Regions from separate parts of the Sus scrofa genome. Here region 1 is linked to region 2. A link is a contact called in public promoter capture Hi-C data. All regions are on one chromosome and are shown on one strand. Each heading gives the region's core, a stretch centred on a gene start, on an enhancer-like site or on the middle of the called end of the contact. The rest is flanking DNA. Distances are from core to core; before and after follow the strand shown.

Region 1 (5,723 bases), core at 2,084-4,583, 340 kb after region 2:
CACTCATAATTAACTCTGATTTTAATCCAAGCCGGGTCAAGAGATATAAGGTAACTAAACAAGTCTTAAGAATGGAGAGTCTGATGTCCTAAAAACAAATTTATGCAGGTGGCACATAGTGCTACCGAGTAAAATGTCATTTGTCATTGGGAAAGGGAAGCAAAAGCTGCATACCGTCAGAAAATCTTCATTAAATGACCTGCAGATGTGAAATCCAAAATAAATGCTACAGAATAGAAGTCAATTGTGAAAAAAAGAGTTGTAAAGAAAGAAGAAACTCTAACTTGCTTGAGAAATAATTCCTCACCCATAATCAGAGTGTAATTGTTGCAGCACCACAATTCAAGAGGAAATGGCAAAAGAGTAAATTAAGAAATGGACTGTACGGCCACTCAAACTAGCTGCAACACTTTTCCGTCTCCTGCTGCAAAGTAAATGTGGCATATTTTAATGGTTTTGTATTACCACTTACCACTCCTCTCCCCCACTACCACCACCAGACGAAGGCAAATAAAAGGAGAAAGATGCTGAGATTGACTTTCTAAATGGAAAATTGTTAATAAAAGGCCATGACTCAGAAATCATGACCACAGTCAATGAGTTCTAGCACTGGGAGCTGAGGCAATGTGCTACCTGGGCAAACTATGTCACTGTTATTACTTTGTTTTTTTCAACAACCAGAGACAGGGAAGTGAAGTCTGAGAAAGCAGACAAAAGTGCTTGAGATTAATTTTCTCACCGCAGTTCAATTTTGTTTGTTGACTGAATAAATATATACATTCACCCCCCCCTCCTATGTGTCAGGCACTATGCAGTGCGGAGGGTAGCATACTGGTAGATGTAACAGCACTGCTCTGAATCTCCTAAACTAAGAGAACAAGGCACCAACCTGGTGTGATCCACTATATACACCCTTCCCGCCACATGTGAGAAAATCCTGTCCTGCCATTGTACTGTTATTGCACAGCAAGTTTTCTCCTTGGTCTAATAGCTCCGAACTTCACAGGGAACCCACTGGTGTCTTCTAATTAACAAGTAAATAAAAAGCCATACTTTGCATACCAACAGTAACTCGTGAGCAAATGCCAACAAATTTAAAAGAAAAATTTTAACTTATGGGTAAATTTCAAAAATTTTAAGGAAAAAAAATTTTATCCTAAGCCTGAATCGAAACAGGTTTTCCTTTCAAGCCAAGACCAGTTCACATATTTTCACTGCCTGTAGCTACACAGCTTTAGTAAGCTAAAAATACTTCCCTTCTAAGATGGGAAGAGCAAATAAGACCAAGAATCAGCTGTGTGTCATTTTCTCTCATATTTTTTTTTTTACTAGAAAACATTCGAAGTAGCTAAAGTGACAAAAAGGCATCTGCTTTATATTTGTAAAAGTATACACTGACAGAAACATCCATCCAGCTTGTATCTTCCTAGTAATATGACATAAGCTGTATTTGCATTATCAGCAAATACTGTCAACATTTCACTACTCACAGCTCTTTATTATTACTTTTTTTGATTGGGGAGAGGGCTGCATTAAGTGTTGAAAACTAACCACAAGTACAAGAAAAAGCTTTCAAAAATATGTACAAGATGATTCTGCTCTTAGGAAGCACATATAGTGCTTACTTTGCCGTCATGCATCATTTATGTTCCTGAAATTTACATTAAATGGGATTCTAAAATAGAGGGATAGGAGCTTTAAGTCTTTCTGCAGATCTTGTCACACTGTGTTTGCTGTATGTCTGGCAAAGTGAAACACCATGTTCCTCCTCTTGGGCTTCTCAAGGCTAACTGTAAAACACACACACACACCCCTACTTACCTCTCTAGGACAAAATAAGTTATTCAGGAAGACAAATAAACCTTTTTTTTCTTTTTCCAAAAACATAAATGCAAGATAGTGAACTTTTTCAACACATCCAACATCTCTAAAGTCACACTACTGAGTTAAAAGAAATGAGAAACCAGCAGGTCTAGGCTCCATTCGACTGGGCCATTAGTTTGGACCCCGGATCATGGCTTAATTTCCCTTGAAAAAACAGCACAGTGTTTTTCAAACTGTGCTGCCAAACTCCCCATTTCTTAGGTTACTAACAAAGTCAACTGGAAAGCAAATACCTAGAAACCAGGAAACCCTGTCCCTCTGGGATGGGCTGGCAGGAGACTAGGCAGGGGTCTTGGTTTGTATGCCCAGATTGCAGCTGGGCCTTTGACAAGTGCTGGGGTAAAACATTCATTGTGTACCCGCCCATCCAAAGCCCTGTGGGACAGGGTTGTTGCTGCCAATTTCTAATGTAACTGCCTGAAGAAGAGGCAGGGTGGCGATTTGTCATCTCTGACACTCCGGGGTCCTGCGGCCCTGGCTTCTGATGTCCCTGAAGGTCAGAGGTGGCGCCCACAGTGCCAACGGCTCACCAAAGCCACTTTTCCAGCCGGGGCGGGAGGCGCGGGGCAAAGTTGGCCACCGGCCGCGCGCGTCCCGTTAACCGTACCTTGTAACTGGGCAGAAAGGGACTCCTGGTGCTGCTGGTACTTGAGCGCCACCGCCTCGGCTTTCCGCAGCTGCGTCTGCAGCTCATAGTAGAGCATCGCGCCATAGAGAAAGCCAAACACCACGGTCAGCAACAGCAGCGTCTGGAAGATCCGCTTCTGCTTTCGGGAGCACATCCCGTTTCCCATAGTCCCGCCGGGACTCTGCGCCGCGGCCGTCCCCGCCGCCGCTGTCCCTTCCGCCCCTCTGCCCGTCCGAGCGAGCGCCTCAGCAGCGGCCGCCGCAGGAGGTGGCTGGACGCAGCATGAGGAGGAGACTCGAGACACAAAAGCGGGGCTGGAGGGGAAGTGGCGCCCGCTCAGCCTCCTCGCGCCGCGGGGCGCGCAGCCATCGACGCCGCCACGGCAGCCGTAGCTGCCAAACTTTTGCGAGGCTGGCTTTCCGCGAGTGCCGAGGCCCGGGAGGGGGCCCTCCGCATACTTCTGAGCGGGCTGTCCTCGCGCGGTCCCCAGACGCCGCCTGCCTTTTTCTCTCCTCCCCACTTTTTGGCCCGGCTGCCCCGGGCAGAGCTCAGAGTCCCGCCCCGGCCGCTCCCCGCCCGCTTGCAGCAGCTCCCACTGCGCGACTTTGTTGCCACCAAAAGGAGGGGCAACAACAAAAGGAGCGTTTCGGCGCGCGGCGCGCAGGGGTGAGTAGCTGGGAGGGGGCAGGCTGCCCCAGCCGGGTTTGGGGGAAGGCGGGCCGGTGTCACTGATGGGGCTGCCGAGCCTCGGCCGCCGCCACCTCCCACCCAACTTACGTGTCACCCACGGCCCTGCAATTCTGGCCAACGGGATTCCGGGAGGAAGTCCCACTCGGGCTCCCCGTTCATTGGGCCCGTCAGAGCCGCCGTTCCCTCCCTTCGGGGAGGCAATGCCGGGCTCGATTGGACGCCCGCTTTGTCCGTCCGACCCCAGGACCTCGCCTTCCCTCCGGCGCCGGGTAGAGCACGGGGCTCCTTGGGCCGCGAGGTCGCTTGGCGCCTTAGTGCGCCCACGTGGAGTGCGGGTGGTGGGGGGAGGCGGCGGGGCCAGCCGTGGGAAGTCGGCTGCGCGGGACACGAGTCCCGGCTTGCGGCTGGGAGAGATGGTGCGCACGTGTGTGTGCGCACGGGAACATGTGTATTTGTGATTCCTCACTCGGAACGCACTTGGGGAGAGGAGTACAGTATCTGAAGTGGGAGAGAATGGATGGAAACAACTGTGCACCCTCTGCCGAGCACCCTTTTCTGTCCATATTCAGTGGGCAGGCACACGAGATAGCTACATCGTCAGCACAGTTTTGGTAGTGAGTCGGAGATGCCTGTACCTACTGAGTCGTGCCGGGTTCAGTGTACTAATGTGGATGCGTGTGTGCCCACAGATGGCAGGACAGGAGTCCTGAGATTTGAACGCGCTAGCACTCTAGACACACTGCTTAACTGTACACGTGGGTTGGGGAAATCAGCTTGCCTTTGGCAGAGGGGAAAGAAATGATCTCATATTTTTCCCTTGGCTGCAAATAGAGTAATTTAAAAAACAAGTCTTACAGGCTGAAATGGCCATGCCTTCATTTTGTCATATGTATTTGTTGTTTATATGTATTTTATTTATTTTTGATGCAAAAATACATCAGGTATATTGCTAAATTACATTTTAAAGGCCAGCGAAAGTTTCCTATGTAAAAACAAGTAAAATAAGCATAAAAACTACAAACCTCTTCAAAGAAAATACATAGTGCATTTTTTCTGTATACTTAAGGGAAAAAATTCAAGGTTATGCATAAATGATAATGTTGTTTCTGCTCCTGACCTAAATTCTAGAAAAGTAAATTATTTCTTAAATCCTCAATAGTGTCATGGAATTTATCGCATACTGCATAATTTTAAAGATATTCTAAACCGATTTTAGTCATCACTAATGGCAAGCACTCAAAATGAGGTTAGCTCTGTTCAGTCACAAAAATAACATAAAGGCAGCCCCTTGTGCAGAATTTTTTAGATGGACTCTGATACTAAAAGCCATAAAATGAACCGAATTTTACAACCTGGCTAGCCTGGGGCATTTATACTACCATGAAAACTAAGTGTGTCTGGCATGTGCTTTTTTCTAATAAGTGATAACTCACATTGTTTTTTAAATGCTTTCATTTACTAATATACTATCTAACTTATCACAACCAGATTAAGTATTAGGTTCACATATTAGTAAATATAAAAAGCAAAGTTTATCAATGCACTGTGATAACCCTAGGACCTTCTAGAAAGCTAGGAGTACGACAAGGTTATAATCCAGAATCCTGATTTTTCCATCTCTTTCTCTTATAAAATAAAGAAAGTTATATTAGGAAATTATATCTGGTCCATTAAAATAACCTAATTTATAGAGAAAAAGAAAGTTTTAATGTTCTAATCTGTCTTGCAAATACAGTGTAGCCTTGATTATTGAATCTACCACTGTTTAAATTTTACTCTTTCAGCGTGACTCTTGAGACTGAATAATTCCTGCAACCTTGTCAGAATTCCTCATAACTAAAAATTCCTTACTGCTGTCAGTGTATATTTTGCTAAACAAATTCTTCCTCCAAAAAATCTGCCAAAACTGCTCTGGAAGAAATTAAGTTTTATAGCAACAGTCCTGGCGTATACATGAATAGATAATTATCCTAGCCACAAAAGAAAAAAAATTGTATATAGAGTTGGAAAATTATTACTTCTCTATTACACAGTGTGTAGTATTTGGTTGTTTTTCAGAATCTTTGGAAAATTCCTATGCTTCCAGAATACATGATTACTCATTTTAAACTTCTGATTCCTTCCCATCAAACTCCAAAGGTATTCTTTGCCTAAAGCTGCTGGCTGACTCTACAGAATATAATAAATGTAGGTCATAAAACACAACTCAATATTTTAGTCATAAAATTTGAAAGAGAACAAAAATTATTACCTGAACTTATCCATTATTTCAAATTCAAGAAGGATATGTAGAAGTACATAAAATCACTAATGGCAGTGTCTTTATAGTATTACTTTCCCAAGGTGAAGTATGCTGCCAGTTTCTTGAAAATATCAGTATAGAGCTTTTCAAAGGCCAACATTGAGGAAGTTATCCAAGGCCTATAAATTGAATTTACATAACATTGCCTTTGGGTAGAGCTTGCAATAGATGAGCTATTCATACTGGTCTTGCTAGGTCCTTTGTTCTATTTTAACTTTA
Region 2 (6,006 bases), core at 222-2,721:
AAACACAAATGTCCTATTTTTCCATTCTCCAACGTAAAATAAGAATGAGTTAAAAGTTATAGATGATGCTAAGAAAATTAAAATACACAAGAGCCTGGTGTTATTATAAACACACACAAACACACACTAGTCAAGAAAATGAGGGGGAAATCAAAATCAACACAACAAAATGTGATGTTACCTCCAAAAAAGCAATGTATCTTCTTTCCTAGTAATAAGCTCACTAAAATCTTTCTCAGTGCTGTAAAAATGTAAAATAAGTTTCATGAAAGAATTCCAATCCCATTGCTCTCAGTTGACAGCGAAAACAGTAAAAACGGTCCTATGGTAGGAAGGGAAAGGGGTGTCTTTCACCTGTAAGGATGAGACATACTGTTATCTGACTTTCCCCATCCCATTTATCTATCCTTTAAAATGGTAGCAGAGTCACTTAATAAACCCCTAAAAAAAACCACAAAAAACAAGCAAACTAGGTAAATTGAAACTGATTCTCCTTATTTTTCCTAAAGGTCAGAGTGCATGCTTTTTTTTATTGAGAAATTTCTTCCCAGCTCAAAAAAACAAAAACAAAAACAAAAAAACACCTTCTTCACCTCACAGAGAGGTTCTTAGACATACCTAAAATGCATTACTTTGCAACTTCCTCCACCCTCTTCAAAAAACAAAACCTTCCTACACTTTCAGTCTGGTGCGGTGGCTCTGATTCAGAAGCTGGATTACAACTGGATTAGATTCAGAAGATCAGTCCCTACTTGTGCGTCCTTGGGCACGTCATTTATCCCCTCAGTTTCCTCATTAGCACTGTGAATGGCCTTTGAAAACAGTAAAGGTGTAATAGTGTTAATCTTTACTACATGGGGCAAAATTACCTCCTTAGAGGGACATCATGAAACTGGAACTGAATCAGTAGATCTCTGTCAACATCTGACTCTTCCTTCTACAGTTCTCCTCTTCCCTCGAAGGACACAACCCGAGTCACCTCAAAAGCAGACTCCAATCGCCCCTTCCTTTCTCTGCTCTTTTCTCTATCCTACTTCTAAAGCAGGGGGAAAACCCTTACCTCCTCACCCCAAGCCACATCTTCAGAGGACCCCACCCCAGGCACATCCGCCTTCTCCCTTCTCCGGGGGCACCAGAGGCCAACTTCGCCCTTCCCCTCCCGCCCCCACCTAGAGAAGACTTCCTGGAGGCGCTCGGGCCCGAGCAGGGCAGGCGGCATTTACAAACCCGCTTTACGCCACTCGCGTAGGGTAACCTCGCTTACGCCCATAGGGCCCGGTTCCCAGCCCCGTCCGCTCCGCCTGCCAGAACCAAGCCCAAGGGCCTCAGCCACGGCTCCCGTGTGACCCTAGACCTCTTCTGCTCCGCGCGGCGCTATGGGGACTGGGACAGAACAGCCTCACCTTACCGGCAACTGAGGGACTGACTTCACTTCCCACCTTTGGAGCCCTCTTCAACTCCCGGATCAATTCACTCCGGCGACGCCGGAAGGACCCGAGAGGAACCAGGCGTTGTCCGGAATCCTGCCCAGCCGGAGTCGCGCAGGGGTTTGTGGGGACTCGTAGTCCCACTCGCGGGCTTCGTCGGCAGTTCCTGCACATAAGAGACTACAACTCCCGTCAGGCCCTGCGGTAGAGCCTAAGGTGATGGGTGGAGACAGTTTCAACCAATAGTAATAGAGTTCCCTGCCTTTGCTGGAGGAGGTGAGAAGAAGAGAGAGGGTGAAATGAAAGAAGAGGAAGGGAGGGGTCAGGTCTCACCTGCGCCAATCAGGATGCAGGGTCGGCCCCGCAGTCAACTCACCCATTGTGGGGGCGGGCTAGCGGAGCCCAGGAAGGAATGGGGGCGGGGGAAGAGCTCCGAATGGGGAATATGGGGCGCCTGAGCTGTGGAACCTGAGAGGAAGCCGGGGGGGGGGGGGGAGAAATCGCCCTGGTGGAGCGAGGACGCGGTGTGAGGATGCGCCCTAGCTAGAGGAGCAGTTTCCCCCAAAGCGGCCAAGAACCAGGCACACCGGGCGGCCAGACCTGCTGGTCAGTCAGGGATAGGTCGAGCCCGGGCTCCTCGCGTAGGTGTCGGGACGGGGCGGGAAGCCCTGTGCCAGGTGTCAAGCCACTGAGTGAAGGGAGAAGGGTCCCCGGGGAAGGAAAGCGATAGGACAGCTGCAGAAGTGCTAGGAGCGCGAAGGTACCAGGGCAGCAGCTTCCCGCCGCCTCCAACCGGGCAGCAGGCGGAACAGCCGGGGGAGGAGCAACAGCTGCTGAATTCGCCAACTAGAGGAGGGAGAGGCGGAGCTTGGGTCCCTGTAGCAGCCGAAGGCGCAGCCTGGACTGTAGTTTCCCGGGAGAGAGGAGAGCAGGAACAGGAGCGGAGCGCAGTCCTCGGAGCCTTAGCTCCAGCATCCCGCCAGGGGTTGCAGGTGTGTGGGAGGTAAGCGTGGGTGCCACTTCTGGGCGTCTGCTCTGCCTGGGAGAAAGCGTCTCCCAATAGGAATAATATCAAGGCACAGCTAAGAGTCTCTCACTCGGGTTAGGAAACTGGTGCAAACCCTTTTAGGTGAAAGATGTACATGTTTGGACTTGGAGAGAGGATAAAAAGCAAAAGGTGGTTTGACTCTGGGTATAAAGGGCGTGGTTAGTGTTTTTGGTTTCAGTTGTACCGTTAAAACTGTTCTGGAAGATTTTAAGATTGAGGAAACCCTACTAATTTAGGACAGGGTGATATTTAGATAGGTGCGTAGCCGGTTAAAAAAAAATGTCATTGATATAAAATTACTTCAGAACTCTTTCACTAGGAAAATAACTTTGCATTCTTCTTCACTATCTACCCCTTACATTGTTTTATCAGATTGTCCTGCTACCGACCTGTTTTCCAGGGCGGTTATACTGCAGGTTCCTAGAATTGAAAGAGATCTCTGTTAAAGAAGCAAATATCGTCAGGAATAATCAAGACGACGGAACCTAGCAGAAGTATAACTTTTGCCAGCGATAATGTAAAAATGTGTTTTAATAAAGGGGTACTTAGCTTTCCATCTAGTGGCTCTAGAATATCGGAACAAAGACCGGGACTCAGCCTACAGTGGGAACATATGGTGTATGTACTTCATTGCTGCTCCTTATTCTCTCATTTGTGTCTGGTGATATTTGTACATAAAAAAAAAAAAAAAGCCAAAAGTACAAGAAAAGCTGCAAGGATCTTTTCTATTTAGAGAGTATGTGCTAAATGATTTCCTTTAGTGTGTGTTACTATGGGTTCAGACTTAAAACACATGTAATAGTATCAGAATAATAGTTTATTCTCAGTATTAAACCATGTGTGATTTCTTTGAATATAATTAAATACGTAGATGAAAATATGTTTTAATATTAGGTAAAGATGAAAGTCCCATCTACCCTTGTGTAACTATGACAAAATTACAGCCTATCTTTTTAGAAAAGTCTGAAAAGCTATTTGCCTAGTTCATTTTCTTTTTCTTTTTGTTACAGAGGTTCCCCCGATTACATGGCTTTTAATCATAGTAGCATATTGCAGCACATTTTGCTCTGAAATGCTTTCATTGTGACAGTTGTATATTTCAGAGTCTGCCTGAACATGTTAATCTGGGTTTCTTTGAACTAGGGTCAATAAAATTACTGTCTTTTTTTGTTTTCATGTTTACTGATTTGCTCATGACTTTTGGATTTTATTTCTGTAATGCATACAGAATTCCTCTTTGAAAAGAAATAGCTAGAAAGAATTCTCTTCATAGCTTAAAGTTCAATCCTATTGAGTGCTACTACTGATATAGCCTGACTTGTGAATCTGTATGCTCCAACATCACCTCCCATGCTCTCACACACCAGAGAAATATATAAAGGGACAAATCTTAGAAAAACAGCTGCTTTTAGATTGCACTCAAGTAGATCCGGTAAGTATTAGAAGCAGGAAAGAGTTTAAGAAAAGGAAAAGCAACAGTAGCCACAAAACTTAGCAGCCATGGTAAGGATTTGCTACATCACAAGAGAGTTTCTTAATCCGTGTAGCTGATATGACCCCTTGAAAGTGATTTTAGGGAGGAAAATGGGTATTAGGGGGTAGTTAGGCTTGGAAAAGATTGTGTTTGCTGTTATTTCTGATTATGTAGATTATTCTGAATCAGAGTCTTAGATTCTCTCTCAGGCTCTGCTATTGATTCATTTTATGAAATTGAATAATTGCTGTCACTGGGTTATTTCCCCATGTAATAATAATAATAATAAAGAGTAATACTGGCAATGAAATTCTTTCAGAGCCTGTATCAAAAGATTTTTTTGAAAGGACTTGGTTGAGAATCAGTTAATAATCAAGTACATAAGATGGAAAATATATATCAAAATTCAGATGTACTTTGGATCCCAACTATTTAAGGTCTTTTGCTTTGAAGTATCAAAAACAGTAGAATCTCACTAAATTAATGAGTCTATGACGTTAAAGTACTGGATTTTTCACCTGTTTCCAAGATTTGGATCTTTTTTATTGTGTCAGTGAAAGAGACTGTGTTCCTATGTCATTTGGGAGTAAGCAAATCATGTTTTTATAAGGAAGAAAATCATTGGCAATCAGTGGCACTTGAGTGTTTGTTACCTTGAACTCTTGACACATTTCAAATTGTTCACATTAAATCTCAGATAATCTGAAGACTTCTTATATGTGACTGGTGTTGAGAAGTCTCATCAGATGAGTTTATAATTTTATGTGAAGCACTATCTTGGTTAAAACATGTTATTCTCCTCTTGATTTTTACTATTTGTGTATGGCTATCAGAGTATATATGTGATGAGAAAGAAAAACCAGTGGAGTGCAGAATGTCTCTTGAGTTGAAGATGCTCATGGAATTAATGTCATTTAGCCCAAAAACTTGGTTAATTTCAAATTACAATATACTATGGACTTTTTTTTTTAATTTAAAATTCTAACTCTAAGCCTGTTGAGTAAAAATAATTGAGTAGCATGGATTTCTCATGCTAACAGGAGGATTCACTGATGCATGCAGCACAAAAGACTGAGATTTAAAGGTTCAAGATCAAATGGTTTTGGTGCAAAGTGGGAGGTGGCATACAAAGTGGGAAAGATATGAAGAAAACTATTTGAGAAGCATACCCTTAGCAAGAAAGAAAAGAGATTTGATCTTTTTTGTTGTTGTCATTGAATGCGTGATTTCATGACCTTCCCCCCCATTATTAATTTCTAGAGGCCTATACCCATAGTGGGAGACAGTATTTTCCTATATTATCATTTTAGCTGGAGTCAGAATGACATTAATTCATTAGGTTTTGAATAATCATGGGTGATTGAAGCAAAATAGAAAATATCCTGCATGGATACATTCACTTTTAAATGAAACTTAGTATTATTTGGACGTAATTTTAAAAAGTAAAAACTAATATTTTCCCCCTTAATAACAGAGATACTTGAATAAGACACTAAATATGAGCAAGAACCCCCTCTTCACCCACCTTCTAAAGCAAACTCCTAAGATTAAACACTGCTTTGGGATCAAGGTTAATTGTTATACAAAGGTAAAAATTTGTTTTTGTTTTATTTTCAATCTACATCTAATGTTTTCAGAATTTAATCCTTAAAATTTGGTTCAGTGTGTTTTAAGTAACAATTATTTGCTCCTGGAGACTGTATACATCTTTCCCATCTCCTGCTTGTTCTCAGCACCTTATATCATGTTCAGCCTCAGGAAGTTGCCCTATAGCCACTTACTGAATTAGAACTGTTGACCAATACTTTCTTTAATGTTGTATGCATTGAGACATCTTGCACGTCTGAGTCAGTTGACCTCAGAGAATAATTATTATACATTAGACCCACTGAGAATGTCTTTGTGCTGGTTAGCCTTAGCAAATATGTTACCTGAGCCCAGTTTGATTCAGACTGTGTGGGCTGCAGAGATTTACCTACAACCCTTGTGTGCCATTTCTAAATTCATCCCAGAGACAGGGAATTTTGGGTAAGGAAAAGGGCTTTCGCAGCAGTGGC

What was found. Promoter capture Hi-C pulls out the DNA fragments that hold promoters and counts their contacts.
Region 1: a contact with region 2 is called in a promoter capture Hi-C map of liver, with 5 times the contacts expected there. The contact joins the promoter of GOLIM4 here to the promoter of PDCD10 in region 2. A contact is called at or near these places in 2 of 5 promoter capture datasets (fetal liver and liver) and 1 of 2 datasets of contacts at active chromatin or transcription factors (alveolar macrophages).

What each region holds. Positions count from the first base shown.
Region 1 is chr13:106,891,876-106,897,598 of Sscrofa11.1, forward strand. It overlaps GOLIM4 (Golgi integral membrane protein 4), which reads right to left and starts at 3,334. Exons shown (of 16, transcript XM_005669985.3): 1 at 2,492-3,334. The coding sequence starts at 2,678.
Region 2 is chr13:106,557,403-106,563,408 of Sscrofa11.1, forward strand. PDCD10 (programmed cell death 10) reads right to left here and starts at 1,472. Exons shown (of 8, transcript NM_001139473.2): 1 at 1,409-1,472. It overlaps SERPINI1 (neuroserpin), which reads left to right and starts at 1,924. Exons shown (of 9, transcript XM_001926040.7): 1 at 1,924-2,430.